3 separate regions of the Gossypium hirsutum genome follow, and regions 1 and 3 are each linked to region 2. Evidence: chromatin contacts called from public Hi-C data. All regions are on one chromosome and are shown on one strand. The core of a region is the stretch at or near the end of the contact, and the rest is flanking DNA. Distances in the headings are between cores, read along the strand shown. Region 1 holds the start of LOC107917780 (probable voltage-gated potassium channel subunit beta). Region 2 holds the start of LOC107916574. Region 3 holds the start of LOC107888810 (PHD finger protein ING1).

What was found. A called contact is a pair of places that touch in the nucleus more often than the background predicts.
Region 1: a Hi-C map of leaf shows a contact between it and region 2, with 1.9 times the contacts expected there. The contact joins the promoter of LOC107917780 here to the promoter of LOC107916574 in region 2. A contact is called at or near these places in 2 of 34 Hi-C or Micro-C datasets (leaf and petal).
Region 3: a contact with region 2 is called in a Hi-C map of leaf, with 2.0 times the contacts expected there. The contact joins the promoter of LOC107888810 here to the promoter of LOC107916574 in region 2. A contact is called at or near these places in 4 of 34 Hi-C or Micro-C datasets (callus, leaf and petal).

Annotation. Positions count from the first base shown.
Region 1 is chrA09:48,803,548-48,806,754 of Gossypium_hirsutum_v2.1, reverse strand. LOC107917780 (probable voltage-gated potassium channel subunit beta) reads left to right here and starts at 1,892. Exons shown (of 4, transcript XM_016847093.2): 1 at 1,892-2,401. The coding sequence starts at 2,034.
Region 2 is chrA09:48,959,124-48,962,646 of Gossypium_hirsutum_v2.1, reverse strand. LOC107916574 reads left to right here and starts at 1,838. Exons shown (of 6, transcript XM_016845851.2): 1 at 1,838-2,036; 2 at 2,255-2,360; 3 at 3,475-3,519. The coding sequence starts at 1,989.
Region 3 is chrA09:49,116,642-49,119,686 of Gossypium_hirsutum_v2.1, reverse strand. LOC107888810 (PHD finger protein ING1) reads right to left here and starts at 1,343. Exons shown (of 8, transcript XM_016813039.2): 1 at 1,166-1,343; 2 at 899-970; 3 at 540-706. The coding sequence starts at 1,193.

The DNA.
Region 1 (3,207 bases), core at 643-3,142, 160 kb after region 2:
ACCGAGTGTCGTGCAAGAGTTGTGTATTCCATTCTGCCACAAAAAACGTGCGCTTGCGTGTTCTACCTCCCACTAATGGAGTGTCGAGCCAGGGTCGTGTATTCCTCTCGAACAGTAGTAGATGTTGAAGTCGCAAATGCCTCATTTGGCAATGAAAATTATATATATAACTTAAGATAGAATGATCCACTAGCGAGACGAGTCTGCACTATCGCCTCCAAGCTACGACCACCTTTGATATAAATTGAGCCATATGTCATGGGATCAACCGAAACACAAAACTAATACTTAATAGACGAAACTCTCATTGGCGCCATTCCGAAGATTTTGTGCCTAATTCTTTTATGAAGTTCTGTCAAATCTATGTCTTGGTTAAAAACCAGTTGTGTTGTATTCTCCGATAAAAAAAACAATGCCGTTCTTAGTGTCACGAACCTCACCATCATAGTAAATAACAACACTAATATGTTCACTCATCTTCAATTTTTATTCTACTTAGCCTCTCTAATTTTTCTTGCTGAAACTTATGCAACATGTGAATGACATTTGGCTCATTTATAGCCTAAGGCCAAGCAGGAACTATTGTAGAAAAAGAGTGTCAACGTGAGAGCTTTTTTCAGTAATTTTGTTGACAATGCATCCTGCTTGAAGCGTTTTTGACATATTAACTGTTTTCTCAAAATTACTTTTTCAGGAACTACTATAGAAAAAGAGTGTCTACGTATGAGCTTTTTTCACTAATTTTGTTGACAGTGCATCCTGCTTGAAGTGTTTTTGACTATTTTTTCAGAACCGTCTTCTCAAAATTATTTTTTCAAGAACTACTGTATAAAAAGAGCGTCTATGTGGGAGCTTTTTTCAGTATTTTTGTTCACAGTGTATACTACTTGAAGCGTTTTTACATTATCTTTTCGGAACCGTCTTCTCAAAATTATTTTTCAGAAACTACTGTAGAAATTTTTTTTTCTTATTGTTAATATAAATTTTTCAAAACTCAACCCTAAACCTTTTTACAAAAACCCTAAAAGCTAAACACAAACTTATTTAAAAAAACCTAAACCCTAATTTAATTAATTTTCTTAAAAACACTAAACCCTAATTTAAATTAATTTTTTTTAAAAATTTAAACCTTAATTTATTTTTTTAAATCTCTAAACCCTAAACAAATAAAATAATAAATTATTTTAATAAAACCCTAACCTTAAAACACTAAAACTCTAAACCCAAAAACCCTCGTCACTAAACATGCAAATAGCCCTAACCCTAGAAAAACACGGGCTAAAATGCGTCCCTAAAGGAATGCTTTTGCCATGTCAGCAAAACGCGTCCACTTTAGCATGTTTTTTGTTGACATGACAAAAGCGTTCCATGAGGAACGCGTTTTGCTAGAGTTTCCCCTTAAAACGCTCCTAGGTGGACGCGTTTTAGTGTTTTCGGCTTATTCCGATAAATAATAAATAAAATGGCCTATTTTCTTAAATAAAATAGAAAATGGGCTTTTATTAGTAAAATGGTCTAAATTATTATATTTTGTTTAAACAGGCTCTTATATTTATTTTATAATTAAATAAATCTTAACTTATTATTTTTATTCATGGAAGTCCTTAATTTCAAATTAAAGGATGATATTTTAAATTTTTTGCATTTTTATTAAATACAAAAAAAATAATGTTTTAATTTTTTTAAAGTACTTATATATATAATAGACTTAATCACACTTTTAAAATTTTAATTATTTTTTAAAATTTTATATTTTATTAATAGTGTATATAATTTCAAAATATTTTAATTTTAACATTAAAGTTTAGGTTTTATGAGTAAAAACTAAAAAGCATAGTTTAGGATTTTTTTTAGTATAAATAAATACAAAAAAAGAGAAAAAAATTTCCGATGCCATGTGATTTAACCTTTTTATTGCCCAATTTCAGATACCCAACGCTGCAGCTTCATTTGCCCACTATCTGTCTCTCTCTCTCTCTCTTTCACTTCACTTCCACAGCCTTCTCTTCTCCACCAATCCAAAAAAAACAAAGATGCAGTACAAAAACCTGGGCAGATCAGGCTTAAAGGTGAGTCAACTATCGTATGGAGCATGGGTTAGTTTCGGTAACCAGCTCGATGTTAAAGAAGCAAAGTCACTTCTCCAGTGTTGTAAAGACAACGGAGTCAACTTTTTCGACAACGCCGAGGTTTATGCCAATGGTCGAGCCGAGGAGATCATGGGTCAGGCTATTAGGGAACTTGGGTGGAAACGATCGGATATCGTGGTTTCTACCAAGATCTTTTGGGGCGGTCCTGGGCCAAATGATAAGGGTTTGTCTAGAAAACATATTGTTGAAGGAACCAAGGCGTCCTTGAAGAGGCTTGATATGGATTATGTTGATGTGCTCTATTGTCATAGGTTGGTTCACTTAAATGATCGGATTTTTTTTCTATTTCTTTTTTTATTTTTTGGGTTTGGAATCGATATGGGGTTTTGTTTATGTTTCCTGATTTGGTGCTTTTCATTAGATCAATTCATTTTAACAACTTTTCTTGCTTTTGTTTGAATATTTGTTTTATGCTGTTTATCTTTTCTTGGATTTTAATTTTGATCTGAAGTCACTTGATTTTTGGATTTTAGTTTTGATCTGAAGTTACTTAAAAAGTAGCATCTATAATCTTCAAGATGTTCGATTTTCAGTATTTCTGGGTCTTATTATGGCTTGTTTGTCGAGGAATTCTAATGTGTGGTTTTGGATATAGGTTTAGTTGAGGCAAAACTACCATGTAGCTATTGTATTAAGAGTCAAATTCATTTTGTCTCCTCTACTAAAAAAATTGGACAAATTAGTCTCTTAGATCAAAGAGCAAACTTATCATTTTGTTAAAATTTTCTATTTTTACTTTTTAACACGTGGAACACATGGAGCATCATGTGTCACTACTTGATTATTCAATCAGACACATCAATTTTTTAACCCTACAAATTGATAATTTTTTTAACAGAAATGATAAATTTGCTCTTTGATCTAATATACGGGGACTAATTTGCCATTTTTTGAGTAGGGAGGGCTAAATGTAATCTGGCTCGTACTTGTACTTTTTACCGTTTAGTCGAATGTTTTACATGTGGAGTAGTGTATAATCTATCATATGTAACAGTGTAAGGCTCTTTTACGGTTCTTTGTGGATTGAAGTCTTGTTTTCGTCTGGATAATTTCTCTG
Region 2 (3,523 bases), core at 589-3,088:
AGCCCTTTCCATTTTGTCAATGACATGTACCTAAGGTTACCTTTTTTCAAATTTTAAATGGTCAAAAATGGTTGTATAGTTGTGGATATGTGGAACTGGTTTTGGTCATGCTTAGAAATGGTTTTAATAGTTTGACAATTGTGTTTTGAACATGTTTTGATTATGTTGAATTGTTGATTGAGGCCTTAGGGCCAAATATGATTGAATTGAGTTAGGTTGAAGCATATGAAACTTGGTAGTTAGTGGATTATCATGAAAGTCACGACTTTACATCCTGAATGTCGCGACACCAGGTTATCTCGTTGTAATGTCCCCTTTTTGAGGTCACGATGTCCGTTCTATTTTATTTTAAAATACTTACAAATTGATCCTCAGGTTGGGAAGCTAGGCTACTGTCTTCAAAGTCACCACACCAAGCCTTGGAAGTCGTGACATCCACCTGAGATGTTTTGAAAATTTTTCATTTTAGTCCTCATTCGACCTCAAGATGGTATGAGCTTTCGTAAGCTCATATATGGCCCAAGAATGATTATATATCATGTTTTATGTATATAAAACATGTAGCATATTGATTAATGGTGAAAATTGTATATAGTCGATCGTAGTTGCTCCAGCAATGAATGTGACATTTCGTAGATCAGACCCAACAATCAAGTCATGTATGTGGTGTTACTCCCATCACAAACATCCTTCTCATGCATCCCATAATGATGGTTTGATAGCAAGATCACTACGTTACCACTACCAAACATGGGACCTCCCCTATAAATATTCCACAACACATCAAAGAAAGGGTCGATCCTTAAGTGTTCTAGCCACCTTATTGTCCTCAGTGTACTGCTTTATACTCCCAACCTCCTTGCTCACTTTACTCCTATGGCTCTCCATCCTACCAGGGTGAACCGACCTTCACCATCACTACCACATCCTCCTCCATGTCTCCTTCCTTGTTGATACCTCACATAAAAAGAATAAAGCTTTCATGAAAAACATAGATATATGATTTTGAAGCAATTGATGTTTAAGGGAGAGACGAAGAAGTGAGGAAGATGATAGATGAGAAAGTTGTATATATTATTAAATAATATTATTTATTTTATTTTATTAAAATTTATTTTTTAATTTAATTATAGTAATGTATGTCAAAATATTGGATTAGAAGTAGTAACAGAATCATAATTTAGGTACTACTTTTGACAAAATAAAAAAGGTTTAGATACCTAAGTGAGAAAAAACTGTAATTTAAGGCCCAATTTTCTATTTAAGCCTTTTTTATAGTCCACTAATTATAGTAGTTGTTCAAACATCTCTTACATGTAAAATTAAATAATTTCAACTAAATTCAATTCCAAGTGGCTTTCCAATTAGGAAATTTACTATAGAGGTTCCTATACTAAGAGTTAGATTGCATTTTACTTTTTCTACTCAAAATGGGCAAATTGGTCACCATACATTAGATCAAATAGAAAATTGATCATTTTGTTAAAAATTTCATCTATTTTGTACTGTTAAAAATTGGCCCATTTATGTTAAGTGAGGTATACACGTCGCATGTCATTGTTTGATTATTCTGTTAACCACGTCAATTTTTAACAATACAAATGGATGAAATTTTTAACAAAAAAATTAATTTTCTCTTTAATCTAATATACAATGATTAGTTTATATATTTTGAGTAAAAATGAAAAAATGTAATTTGACTCCTAGTTTAGAAGCTTGCATGATACTTTAATCTAATTTAAAATGGAATTAACTTTTCACACAAAAAAAATGGATTTAACAAAATTGATGGATCACTCCTCCTTAAAGATTCCAAGACCAAACCAATAAACAAAACTGGGCCACAGCCCAAGAACATGAACAAGCTCCCTTTTCGTACAGTTTCAGGACAAGTCTCTCGGCCCTCATCGGTAATCATCATTATCATCAGCCAACTCAAAAGAAAACAAAAAATGAAAAATAAAAACAGCAGCTGAATTTGGAGGAAAATGGGTGACGCTTTGTTTGAGCTTGAGCAGAATCTAAGATCCCGAAAGGTACTTTTCATTTCCTTTTAATTTGATTTCCCCTCATTCTTTTTCCCTTCATATTTGGGTCCCTAAATCGTCGATTATAACCTATACAAGTTGTTTCAGAACTGTTAATTTGTGTATAAGTTGTCTTGTGATACTAACAATTGCTTGTCGCAAAGATATCGACGTTTGCTTAAAGTAAGTCCTTAAAATTGCTTAAAAGTGTGGGTTCTTTTTCTTAGGAACAATTAACCCGACAAGAAGAAAACATTTTTCAAAGGTGTAAGTCCTCGGCGCTTAATCATTTCACGGCTGGTGTAATTGCTGGTGGTGGTCTTGTTTGGGCAGGTATCTGTGTTTTGCGCATTGTTTTTGGTTCTTTGAAATCACATCATATAGGTTTTAATATACCAAGCATAAGCCCAAGCATGATTATGTTTAATTATGTTTCTTGGACTTGAGTGGGAGTATTGAGTATAGGTTTGTGACTGACATGAATATAATCAATTGTTTCTGTCTTTCCGGTTTTGGAGATCCTTGTAGGGTCATCATACCAACGAACCCATGTTTGAAAATGTGCTTGATACCTGTATCAGCATTTTTTTATACAATGCTTGGAAGCACCCATATCCCCTCCCAACCCTTAAATAGGAGGATCACCGTGCTTCATCATGCTCAAATTCATATCCTCTTGTGTTGATAATAATGCCGTTGCCAACCAAGCTAAAACTTAGTCGGCAGATACATGTATCAGATATGAGTACTTAAAAGTATATAAAGAGGAGCAACACAGATTAAAAGACCATGACTTTTGCAATGAATGATGTTTTGTTTAGTATTATTGTTATTGATCTTTGATTTATTGAACTTCAATTTTAGATAAAGCTCGAAATGTTGTTGCATGTATGAACTAGGTTCATAACACTGGGGTCTTTGAATCCTGAAGTTTCTCTTACTGTGGTTCAAGCTTTGAGACTATGAATAACTGAACATTATTAAAAAAGATATGGCAGGTACAATAGGCATTCGTAAAATTCCTTCTTCTTTTAAAAAAAAAAAATTCAAACCAAATTTTCTTTGTAAGCACTATTAGGGGCAATATGCATTTGTCATCGTCCTTTATGGTTAGCTACAACTTTAAATAGATAGCTTGTTTGGCTAAGGATTTTAATTATAATAATTCTATTTTGACAATACAATTACTTTCTCAAGAATGATTTCATGTCCAAGCGTTAAAGAGAAGTTTGGTCAGTAAGTAATTGTCTACAAGTTGGTCTTTTCCAGAATGTTGTCTAGTGATCCTTTGTATTCTTTAATAGATCTTCAATTGGATAGTAAGTTACTTATGAAGGTAACTTCTTTGTTGACTCCATACACTCGCAGTATCTTTTCCCTTTCTTATTCTACTTTGAATATTCTATTTTCACGATTTTCTGATAATTTTTTTTATTCTTTCTGGCAGCAACATGGAAGCTGAATAGGTTACTTCGGGTAAACCTCTCTGGTGGTAA
Region 3 (3,045 bases), core at 94-2,593, 160 kb before region 2:
TCTTAATATGTTTTCTTTTAAAGCTAACATCAACGAACAAAACCAATCAACTCTGATTTGTTTCCACATAAGAATGCATATTTTATTCATAAGAAAGAAAACGAACAACTATGTTATTGATTTGGCTTCTTACTTGTAACTCTTATGTCACTGGTTCATGTAACAGAGTAGGACCTTTTATGTTTTAGCGTAAAAAGCTATGTTGCCCCAGTTCTTTGTATTTTTAAGTATTCATGTCCAGCACACTCTAAATACATGAAAATATTTTATAACAATTGAGATTACCTAGCTGACACTGACACTGGAATCGAGTAACATAGTTTAAAAGATTATAGTAACCGCACCTCTCTCTTCTAAGGTAGCCAAAGCTAAAAGAATTTAACTGCATTTTCTATATTAAAATACTACCTTAGAATAGCACCAACTCCAACCAAGAACAGAAAAGCATTCAGGTTTCTCAATCATAGTTATTGCATATAAATAACATAAACACATGAAGGGATAAAATATAATCTAAGTTTTGACATAAAACCACGCACCAAATCATATGTCTGAATTGCCAAAGCAACCTTTTCATCAGCAATCCTAATGCCATGCTTTTGTTCATCAAGTGCCTCATCGGAGAATCTAATGTTTTCAGCCCTCACGCCGCGTTTTATATCTTCTATTTCTTGTTCACAGCGCTGTTCATTTTGCCTCACAATTTCTGTTTATAAAAAACAACAAAAGGTTTGAAACAAATTTTTTTAATTAAAAATAGGCATTTCATTTCATTGCTCTTATTGAATTTTAAACTTGACTATCTTTTAGGGGTTTTCATTGCTGGTTTGTTAACAAAGTAAAATCATAAATTTCAAATGAATCCCGAACAATTAAAAATTAAGTTTCAAAAGCATACCTTGTAAACTTTTGTCAAGATCACGCATCAATGCATACCTCTTTTGGAGAATATTGGGCAGTGCTTCCAAATCTGTAAAATTTGGATAAAAATCAATTTCAAAATGAAATCAACTAGCATTGCATTATCATAGCAGAAAATCTTGAATTAAGGTTTATGTTTCCCTTTTTTCTTCTTTGTGAATTTAGAATATAAGAGGCATAAATAAGAACCCAAAGAAATAAATTTAGAAAGAAAATTGAAGAAGAAGAAGAAGAACTAAGTTACCAGCTTGAAATTCATCGATGAATGACATTTTAGAAATTTAGGGGTTTTTTTATAATTTTAATATTGAGTTCCGCAGTTGAATTTCGATGGGGAAATTTCACGGATATCTTCCCGCCACTGGTGTAACGAACTTGAAGCCCTAAAATGCTGTAATTGGATTACGTCTCCACCAAATGACATATTTAGCCTTTCAGCCATCGAACAACTCCGAAGATTGATAGCACTTGGACACCAGTTAAACGTCAGCGTTTCATGTGCTTGAAATTAACATGAATTATTAATTTAAGGTTAAAATGTCATAAATCCCTATACTATTGACAAAATTGGATTTTAATCCTTCTTCTTTTCAGATTTTAAAATTCATGTTTAATTGTTAATATTTTTTTTGTTAAATTAGTTGTTATGACATTTTAAAATTTAAGAAAAAATACTCACTTAATAATAATGTAACTAAGAAAATGACGATGTAATAAACCTAAATTTAACAACGTTAATAGTTTGATCTAAATTTTGAAATTTGAGAAGTAGAAAGACTAAATGTCTAAAAATAATACAAAGACTAAATTTCAAATTTACAAAAAAATACAATGACTTATAACAAATTTTAACCTTAATAAAATTTAATAACTTTAAATATATATATACATATATATATATATATAAACAAGATTCATAGACTATATAAATGAAAAGTGGCGGTATCTCATTTTTTGTTTAATTTTTATACTTTTTAATAATTATAATTAAATATGTCTTTATAATTATAATTAAACATATATATCTTTATAATTAAATATTTTTAAATATATATTTAAAAAAGTGATGTAAAAGAACGGGATGAAGCCTCTTCCACGCAGAGTATTGGGATTATTTTAAAAACTATATAATTTTAAAATGTGTATACATATTTAAAAATCAATTATTATTATTATTATTATTATCCGGTACATCACGCTTCTAATTTCAAATTTACATTATTCTGTGCATTACACACTTAATTTGAAAATTACTGATATATATTTAAACAAACATTTTATGTTTTAAAATTATTTTTATGAGATAAAATAAATAAATTCGAAATAATTTTAAAATAGGATTATCCGAACATTTATCTCTAATTTGAGGTTATCAATTATAAATAACATCTTTTTTTTGTTTGTATTTTTATCATTTTTTATAATTTATTTAATGTGTAATATCATTTGCGATCACCGAATCTAGAGATCCTATTCATTCAATGGCCAAGATAATAATCAAGTAGCGTCCACCCAACTGGCGCAACGACGGAATCTAACGGCAATGGCTGTTGTGGTGGAGGTATGAGGTCAAATTGAAAGTTAGGCTTTGAAGAAAATTTTATGTTTATTGCAGACCGTGACATGATAATACATTATGCAATGATTGCTTTAATTTCATTACCTATTTTGTTTAGCAAATTCACCTGTGTGTTAAATATGGTATTTAGAGTTGAAATTGGAGGAATTTTTTAGGTGCTTTTCAATTTTACCTTTGTTCCATGAGATTTTTCTTTTAATTTCACCTTTTCTTCTTCTTCTTTTTTTTTTTTTTTTTTTTGCTTTAGAGAAGAGTCTGATTCTATTTAAAGAAAAGATTAAAATCACACAAGTGGGTGTTAAAAATATTTTTTTTGCAGGAATATCAACCATGTGTTTTTATTAAGTTTTTAATTTGAGAATTTCAATTAATATTGTATAATTAGGTTGCTTTATATTTCTCACTTTACATCTTCCTTAATGCTTTAAATTTTATATTTTCATATGCTTTATATTGTGTAATTAATACATGCAGTATTTTTTCTATGTTAAATGTTTCATTTGCTCTAATTTCCTCCCTACAATTATGGGAATAAAAAGTAATTT